Regions from separate parts of the Zea mays genome. Here regions 2 and 3 are each linked to region 1. The links are chromatin contacts, called in public Hi-C maps. All regions are on one chromosome and are shown on one strand. The core of a region is the stretch at or near the end of the contact, and the rest is flanking DNA. Distances in the headings are between cores, read along the strand shown.

The links. Hi-C and Micro-C count contacts between places; a contact is called where the count stands out from the background.
Region 2: a contact with region 1 is called in a Hi-C map of leaf, with 7 times the contacts expected there. The contact joins the promoter of LOC100191796 here to the promoter of LOC100277057 in region 1. A contact is called at or near these places in 3 of 25 Hi-C or Micro-C datasets (ear, leaf and tassel).
Region 3: a contact with region 1 is called in a Hi-C map of tassel, with 2.8 times the contacts expected there. The contact joins the promoter of LOC100283745 here to the promoter of LOC100277057 in region 1. A contact is called at or near these places in 2 of 25 Hi-C or Micro-C datasets (ear and tassel).

Annotation. Positions count from the first base shown.
Region 1 is chr1:208,748,864-208,751,846 of Zm-B73-REFERENCE-NAM-5.0, reverse strand. It overlaps LOC100277057, which reads right to left and starts at 1,594. Exons shown (of 3, transcript NM_001371585.1): 1 at 1,093-1,594; 2 at 698-934; 3 at 1-346. The coding sequence starts at 1,308. The coding sequence ends at 161.
Region 2 is chr1:208,348,472-208,351,454 of Zm-B73-REFERENCE-NAM-5.0, reverse strand. LOC100191796 reads right to left here and starts at 1,502. Exons shown (of 7, transcript NM_001137221.3): 1 at 1,426-1,502; 2 at 937-1,286; 3 at 683-752; 4 at 424-548; 5 at 1-254. The coding sequence starts at 1,201.
Region 3 is chr1:208,457,669-208,460,651 of Zm-B73-REFERENCE-NAM-5.0, reverse strand. LOC100283745 reads left to right here and starts at 1,509. Exons shown (of 4, transcript NM_001371962.1): 1 at 1,509-1,842; 2 at 1,947-2,009; 3 at 2,096-2,612; 4 at 2,933-2,983. The coding sequence starts at 1,631.

The DNA.
Region 1 (2,983 bases), core at 345-2,844:
ATATAAGGACAACCAAACCGAACCGAACCGAAGAAGCGCGGGGCGGCGCGGAGGAGAGACGGCGATCGTCCCCTCCCTCCATTATTCCCCTATCGATCTCTTGATTGCCTCGATGCTCGCTAGTGGAGTAACTCGACCGATCGCCATTGCCGGTGGTGGGTCAGGACCAGAAGGGCGCGCGGTGTGGGGTCCCCTTCCGCCGCCGTCCGTGCGGCCGCGCCCCCGGGCCGTTCTTGCTCCCGCCGGCCTCCGTCGTCTCGTCATTGCCACTGGCTGCGCCGCCGCCGCCGCCGCCTCCGTCCGCGGAACTAGCCGCGTGGCCGTTGCTCCTCTTGGTGTCCACCAGCTGCGCGAATTTTTAAAAAAAAAAGCCATAAAAAGGCGCTAGTGAGGTGTAAGGAAGGCGGCGAATTAAGCGTGACTGAACAGAACCGAACCCAATGGACGCCAATTCCTTGGCATTGCCGTTCGTTTCACCCCCATGGCCATGGCATTATATTTCTTTCTTTATTTATGTCAAAGACAAGAAAGCAAAACAAGATTCATGAAGAAAGGCGCAAACTTTTGGTGTTCTTGCGAGGCATGTGCATTATTTGTGGGGAATTCAACGAATGAACGATGCGGGACAGCGGGAGGGCGGGTGGGTTGGTGGGCGGAACAATCGGCAACCGCAGGAAAGGAAAAAAAAAGGCAACACCTTGCATCCGAGCGAGCAGAAGCGGAAGGGGTCGAGCAGCGCGCGGCCGCAGATCTCGCAGTTGTAGGGGGACGCGGCGGCCTTGCCCGCGGCCGCGCCGGCGCCGCGCGGCTGGGGCCTCTCGTTGAGGAAGAGCACCCGGGCGCTGTTGATGACGTAGGTCTGCACGCCGGAGATGTCGAGCACGTCCTCCACCTCCGACACGCGGACGACGTCGTGGTAGGAGGACCGCCTTATCTGCAACGTGGAGATCGGGGTTAGCTAGCTGGCTCTCGCGCAGCCGGCCGGCCGCATTGCCAGTCGACGGAGTAAGGGAGGGAGGTAGGGGGAGGGGAGGGGAGAGGAAGAAGAAGAAACGCGCCCCCTCCTCCCCCGGACGACGACGGCAGGTATACCTGGATGACGCGGTGCGACGAGTGTCGGTGCGCGCGGCAGTAGTAGCAGAAGGCCGGCGGCGGCGGCGGCGGCGCGCCCGTGCAGTCGAGGCAGAACATGTTGCACTCGTTGCGCGGGGACGCCGGGTGCGCGGCGCAGGCGAGGAAGAAGCGCGTGGCCAGCAGCGCCTCCAGCCAGTCGGGCACCGGCACCGACGCCACGCGCCGCGGCATCATGCCCGCCGCCGGCACGGACCCGCGCTGGACTGGTAGGACCCGGCGCAATGCGGGAGCGCAATGGCGGCCGGCGAAGAGAGAGAGAGGGGGGGACGGATGTGGGGGCCGGGGAAGAGACGCGGAGGAGGAGGAGGAGGAGGTGTGTGGGAAGGGAAGAAGGGAATGGAATGCAAGGGAATTTGGGGGGGATTGGAAGGTGGCGTGGGCTTTTCGCTGCTTCCGCTGGCTTCCTTTTCGCCTTGGGTTCCGTCCGCTGGCCGCCCTGGGTTTGCTTTGCTTTGGTTTTGGCTCGGTTCGGCTCTTCTCTGCTCGGCTTTGTTGAGTTGAGCGGTGGTGCTGGGGAGTGGGGAGAGGGATTTGCAGTTGCGGGTGCGGGTGCGCCAAGCAAATCCCAAGCCGTGCAGAGTAGGGAGGGGAGGAGTAGGTGTGCCTGTGACGGGTGGGCCCAGGCGTTCCGTCCGCTCCTCCCGATGCGGATTCGGGCAGCAGCGTACTGTACTTGCTGCAGCAGCTGCCTGCACAAGTGGGGGTGGGGCACTGTAAAAAGAGAGGACTTCTGATGACTCTGACTGACTGACTGACTGAATGAATAAGCCATGGAATTGGATTGCGTCCCTGTACATGCAAGCCCCCCTATTTCCACGAGGACTGGACGGGGCAGGACTTCATGGGAGTGTCAGCACCTTGGACGGGGCAGACGGCGGCTGTCTTAACACTCATCTCATCTGAAGCAGGTACAGTACAGCATGCTCATCGGCCAGGCTCAGGCGATCGTCTGGCATGGCGAACTTGACCGGACCATGGCCGGTGAGTCGCTCGCTGGCATGCTGTTGCCCCACCGCCACTCCCTCCCTCCCTCCCACCCCAACCAGCGGTCACGAGTACTAGGCAAAATACTTTTTCTCCTCCTCCTCCTAAAAAAACGAAAGGGACGTGCTGCGTGCAGACGGCCGGATTACTGCCGCTGCCGCTTCGTGCAGTAGGTTTAGTAGGTACAGGCACAGTGGCGCAGGCAAGGGAGACGACGACATGGGCGTGCAGCGGCGGCACCTGAAGGAACCAGAGAGGATTTCCGGGGCCCCGCGCGGCAGAGACGGAGAAAGAATGGGCGTGCCGCAGATGGCCAAACAAAAGCTGACTCCTCACTGACTCCGCTGCCTGCTGGTCGTCCGGTGGTCCGTCTCTTGTAATCTTGGATATATACCAATTGTAAAAGTAATCATATAAACCATATCTATCTATCTCACGATTTAAATCTATTAAATGCGATTAATCGATAATTAACCACACAATGTAACACATGCATATATACTAGTATACTAGGTGAGTACCCGTACGTTGCAACGAAAACATATAATATCAGGATATCTTATATATAAAATGTGTTTTTTATATTGTTATAAGAAAATGTTTCATAATCCATTTGTGATCCTAGCCATACATAAATTTTGTTATTTTAATTTAGTTGTTTCACTACTACATTGCACCATCAGTATCATGCAGACTTCGATATATATCATGATTTGCATGGTCTCATCATTGGAGAGCACATGTCACACCTGCCGGTAGAAGTTCCGTAGTACATCGTTAGTCATCAGGCACGCACCACCATATACGCTTGCTTAAACAAAAGGGCAAGTGTGTGTTTACGAAGAGAATTAAAGACAGGCCGACA
Region 2 (2,983 bases), core at 253-2,752, 400 kb after region 1:
CGGGTCGTCCTCGCGGCTGGTGGAAGCCGGCGACGGCGACGGCGGCGGCGGCAGGGCTGCCGACTGCGCCTGCTGCTGTGGCCGCGGAGTGGCGGGCGGAGGCGAGATCTCCTTGCCAGCGGCGGAGGCGGAAGGAGACGACGACGACGAGCACCCTTCCTGCGAGCCCCGAGACTGCGGGGACTCTTCTTCCTTGCGGTGCTTGAGGTTCTCCTCCACATTCGGGTTGCTAGCGCCGCCATCATGCTGCCGATCTGAAACAAGGAAAGCACGAGCGCGAATTGGACCAAGATCTGGTGAAAGCGTTCACAGGCCATATAGCCATACAGCAGAATGGCTTTGGTCTAAAAGGAACAGCAGGTCGTACAGAATGAATGAACGAATGAATGAATCAGTCGCTCGTCGTGGAGATAGATACGACACCTGGCGGCGGCGGCGGCGAGCGGTCGAGGAGCTCGGAGCCCTTGAGGATGTACTCGCTGCCCTGCGCGGGGAGCACCAGGTCGTCGTCGGACAGGTCGTGCCACACGAAGCCGTTCTTGTAGCTCCTGACGTTCCGTTCCCCGATCCGACACAGCAGGCCGGAGGCCGAGATGAGATGAGCATGAGACCAATAAAGGTCTGGACTTTGGAATTCGATTGTGGAGTGCGGTGCAGCAGGATCGGAGTATACAATACATACCTCTTGCAGGACCAAGAATACATGGAGGCCATGCCCTTCCCCCGCAGCACGTTGAGGCGGTTCATCACATCTGCAGCGGCAACGCCACCGTCAACACGAACCGCATCTGTCAGCTAGCTAGCTAGATAGTTGTTGTCCGTACGAACGCACGGCGAGCGAGTTTATGGCGAACTTGTTGGACCCCCAACGGCCACACCGGAACCGGGAGGCGGCGCCTTTAATTGAGGGAGGTAGGGATGGCTTGAGTGACTGACCTCGAAGGTAGAGGCCTTCCTCCGGTACGGCGAGCGGCACCTCGATGAAGTGCGGGTGCTCGAGGTGGCGGTTGCGGCAGAGGTAGTAGACCACGGCCACCCTCTTGGGCGGGGACGGGGGCGGCGGAGCCTGGTGGTGGTGGTGGCCGTGGCTCTTGCCCGGCGGCTCGACCCACACCTTGGTGCGTCCGGGGCTGGTGCCGGTGCCGCGCCGCCGCGCCGGCCTCCCCTCCGTCCCTGCCCCTGTCCCTGCTGGAGGAGCCATTCGCGGAGGGAGCGACGGGCGCGCCGCCGCGGATCAGACCACCACACCGTGCTGGGCTGCCTGCCTGGGCATTGGGGACCGGCGGCTGGTACGGGTGGGATGGAAGAAACAAGAAGGCGAATGCGGGGAAGGGTATGAGTCAGTCAGTAATTAAATGGAGCAGGCGGGGAGCTCCGGAGGGAGCAGGACAAGGGGGCGGGGCAAGGCAATGCGAAGTTACTTACGAACACAAGAGCAAGAGCAGCGGTGCCGGTGAATGAGAGAGCTCACAGGCACAGCTGATGATGCGCCGAGAGGTGGCGGATGGAGAAGAGGCCCCCAATAATGTAAATGTAGCAGGAGGAGGAGGAGCGGTGGCGTGTTGGTGGGTGCACGACGCGACGGGGTCGTAAACGTGAGCCGGCCAGGCCGCCACTGTTCACGGCGAGGGGTCCGTGTCCGTATGGTATAGTATATGGGGGGGCTCGACTCGACCCTCCTCCCCCACCATCTTCGTCGTCGTGTCATGTCCCCCCCTCACCCATTTCAAGGACAGACCACAGACGACGGCGGAAAGGCGGGACAAGTGAGAAGCGAAGCCGACTGTCAAGTCCACCGTCGTGGTGCCTTGCCTTGGCGCTGCTTTGCTATTTTGCTTTGCTTTGCTTTGCTTTTGGTTGGATGGCTTTTTGGGATGCTAATTCAGTAATTAATGCATGCTTTGGTTTGGGTTGCCTCGTTGAGCTCCCGGATGAAGGGGACCCTGGATCTCAACGACGCCACGCCGCCAAAATACCAAGCTCAGCAGCACATAAAGCGATGGGAGTGGATTCGAGGCTGAGCTGCCTTATTCTACTGCTGCTGTCACTGTTACCGGCAGTTATACTGTTTAAGATGTTCTCTGGGCGACGAAATAATAACGTAAATGTAAATGACAACAATAACGATTAGCGTCGCAATCACCCCTTGGCCTTTTGAATTCATGGATCCTTTTTTTATTTCCTCGTCCACCAAAATTAGGCCCTTGCCCTTCTCACATGCCGCCGTTCCATTTACACTAGTACTAAAACTCCAGACAGTAGTGTCGCAACGACTCGGAGCCTTTGCTCCATTATTCCTCGAGCTCGGAAGCCAGTTAAGAGCGAGCAGTACTCCTATATTATATATTATTATTGAGAGAGAGAGAGAGAGATGCACTAATGACTAATGAGACAAATTAAACAGGCCGGAATAGCAAGAAATGATTGGTCGATACGGAGTACTAGTAGTGTAGAGATGTAAAGAGAGAGAGAGAGAGAGGCGCGTACGACGAAAGCTCCCTCGCACCTAATTTCCTCCTGCACACACATGTGCTGCAGACTCCAAAGATATTTTCTTGTAGAGAAGAAAGGAAACGAAAACTAAAAGACGGCCGGCGTCCTGCGAGAGTCGCCAAAGGAGATCAGTATAATCATCGTTGTCTCGGATTTTGTGCGTGTATATATCTGGCTGTGTAGGAGGCCGGAATTATTCTCTCTCTCTCTTTTTTTTTGTTTCTTTCTTTCTTTTGGTTTGGTTTGGTTTGGATGGAAATGCAATGTGTTTTGACAAGAAGCCCCCGCCGGCCTGAGAAGGCCCCTTCCCCGCGGAGTTGATAAAAATTGCCTGGGCTTGTATGCGTTGGTGCAGGCCGGTTTCGAGACAACCAAATGCATGCTCGCGTCTCTGGTCAATACATGTGGTGGTGGGTAGTGAGCCTGGGCACGGCCAACCAGTCACGCCCATCTGCTGGACACCGTCTCACACTCTCGGTGAGACTATGCG
Region 3 (2,983 bases), core at 260-2,759, 290 kb after region 1:
GGAAATAAAACAACCATGTTTTATAACTTAGACTAATTGGCTAGTCTCTAAATATGGTAGTTTAAGAAATAGGAACAACCTCAAGTACAACTAAACTCAATTAAAGAAGAAGTGCCCAAGTTTGCCAAAGTTACAATATGTAGAGGCGCACCGGACCAATCCGGTGGTGCACCAGACCGAGTGTGTAGTAGGGTTGGAAACTAGTTTTGAGCAGCTAGCGCACCGGTCCTGTCCAATGTATCATCGGACCAGTTTTATAGATGGGATGTTTTTGAGACAAAGAGGTGCTAGCGCACCGGGCCGTCTGATAGTTCAATAGTCATCTCCAACTATAATGGCTCTGCTGACGTGGCCGAGGTTCGGCGGCACGCCGGCCCAGTCCAGTGCCCCTGACATGACTTGTCCATTAGAACAGCTCCCTGTCAGCACAGTTTGACAACAGTTCGGTGGCGCACTGGACCACTAGTGTGCAAGGTCCGGTGCAACGCAGTAAAGTGCAATTTTCCACACTTCTTTCCAACAGCTATGTGGGCTGGTTGGGCTATAAACAGTGGCAGATCTCGGAATCACGGAAGCTCTAGGTTAGTGCTTCTGTAATTGGTCATTCCTTGAGTTATACACCTTCTCTTTGAGTTATTATAACATTGGGGTGAAATATTACAAGTCCAGCTAGAAGAAGAGAGGAGGGAACAACAGGAGATGGAGGCGAGGATGATGGCGGAGCGGGTGGCCTGCTGGAGATCCCTTTGCCGAGTGCTAGTCCGGCGGGCACTCGACAAAGAGGCAGTCTTTGCCGAGTGCCACCTAATACGCTCGGCAAAGTGACTAGCAAAGGGGTTCATGGGGAGCTTCTTTGCCGAGTATCAGTACAGTAGAAACTCGGCAAAGAGTGAGCCTTTGATGAGTGTCACCGTGGCACTCGTCACAGTCTCTGTCGCCGTCACCTGGCGCTGTGACGACGACTTTTTTTGCCGAGTGCCCGACAAAAAGTATACGGCAAAGAAGCCGTTGCCGATGTACAGTTCACCGAGACTTCGGGTGTCGAGTGTCACAATCAGCAAAGCCTTCAACGAGCGTTTTTCAGTCTTTGCCGAATGCTTCAGACACTCGACAAAGAAGCTGTTTTCGGTAGTGATTTATGTCTATTTAGTTTTCTTTGATTGCAATCGTATTCACTAATTCATGTTATTATATACAGAGAGAGAGAGAGAGAGAGGTGAAGTGATGTGTAAAATTAACTAGTTTTCACCCAACTCATGGACCCTGATGGATCGGAGAAAAACAGTGACAGTTGGAGTGCCACGTCCCTCTCTTTTCTCTCTCTTTTGTCGCTCCAACCGTGGGGCCTAGATGCAGTATGCAGTAGAATGTACTAGCCCACAGTACAACATCACTCGCTCTCGCTCGGTCGCTACTCCACTCTCACGCTGTGCTGGCTGGCACTCCGCCCGGCTGCCCTTAATCCTTATATAGCGACCCCTCCGAGCTCAGTGACTCCCCACTCTCCGTGCTCTTGGTCGAGTAGTTCCCTCTCCTCTCTCTGATTCTTCTGCTTCTCGGTCTAGCTAGCTAGCTCGGTGCCTCGGCCAACCGGGCGTCGCGCGCTGGCCGGCCTGCCAGGCAAGCAACAATGGCAGATTCAGGGGAGGGGCGTCGGGTGTGCGGCATGCCGGAGAAGGCGCAGCTGCACGTGGCGATGCTGCTGCTGCAGTTCGGCTACGCGGGCTTCCACGTGGTGTCGCGGCTGGCGCTCAACATGGGCATCAGCAAGCTCGTCTTCCCCGTCTACCGCAACATCATCGCGCTCTGCCTGCTCGTGCCCTTCGCCTACTTTCTGGAGAAGTATGCTAGGCTAGCTGGAATGATGCATGCATGCGTTGTGTTGTGTTGTGTTGTGTTCGCTGATGATGATGATGTGTATGCAATGCATGAACTGCCTGCTGCAGGAAGGACAGGCCGCAGCTGACCCTCAACTTCGTCGTCCAGTTCTTCCTTCTCGCGCTCTGCGGGTAAGAATGCATGCACCACATGACCATGCATGACTGATAAATCCTAGCCTAGTCTACAATATTAATATAGTTGTCACATCCCACAGCATCACGGCGAACCAAGGGTTCTACCTTCTGGGCCTGGACAACACGTCGCCGACGTTCGCGTCCGCCATCCAGAACTCGGTCCCGGCCATCACCTTCGCCATGGCCGCGGCGCTGCGGATCGAGAAGGTCCGGCTGGACCGCCGCGACGGCGTGGCCAAGGTGGCGGGCACGCTGGCGTGCGTGGCGGGTGCGTCCGTCATCACGCTCTACAAGGGCCCCACCATCTTCGGTCCCAGCGGCAGCGGCGGCGGCGGCGGCCTCGAGCTGGCGGCGGTGGGCGGCGACAAGAACTGGACGCTGGGGTGCGTGTACCTGATCGGGCACTGCCTGTCGTGGTCGGGCTGGCTGGTGCTGCAGGCTCCCGTGCTGAAGAAGTACCCGGCGCGGCTGTCCGTCACCTCCTACACCTGCTTCTTCGGTGTCATCCAGTTCCTCGTCATCGCCGCCTTCATGGAGAGGGACGCGGAGGCCTGGAAGTTCCACTCCGGATCCGAGCTCTTCACCATCCTATACGCCGTCAGTATATATCTCTCTACTGATTAGCTTAATTACAATAATATATATATAGAGAGAGAGAGAGAGAATGGGAGACACACATGCCCTCCTGACGCGCGCGGCAAAAGTGGTGGTGCTGGTGCACCACGCAACAACACTAAGCTAATAGCTATAGCTAGCTGTGTGCAAATGACGCCCGGCCTTTTTCCATTCAGTGTATTATTATGAACTGAAAAGCTGGTGGCTGGGTTAATTATTATTAGTTGTTTATCGATCATCAGATCCCTGAAGCAACAACCTTTTGGAAGCTAGACTGATGATGTTCTTGTGCATGCCTGCAGGGGTTCATCGCGTCCGGGGTGGCGTTCGCGGTGCAGATCTGGTGCATCGAC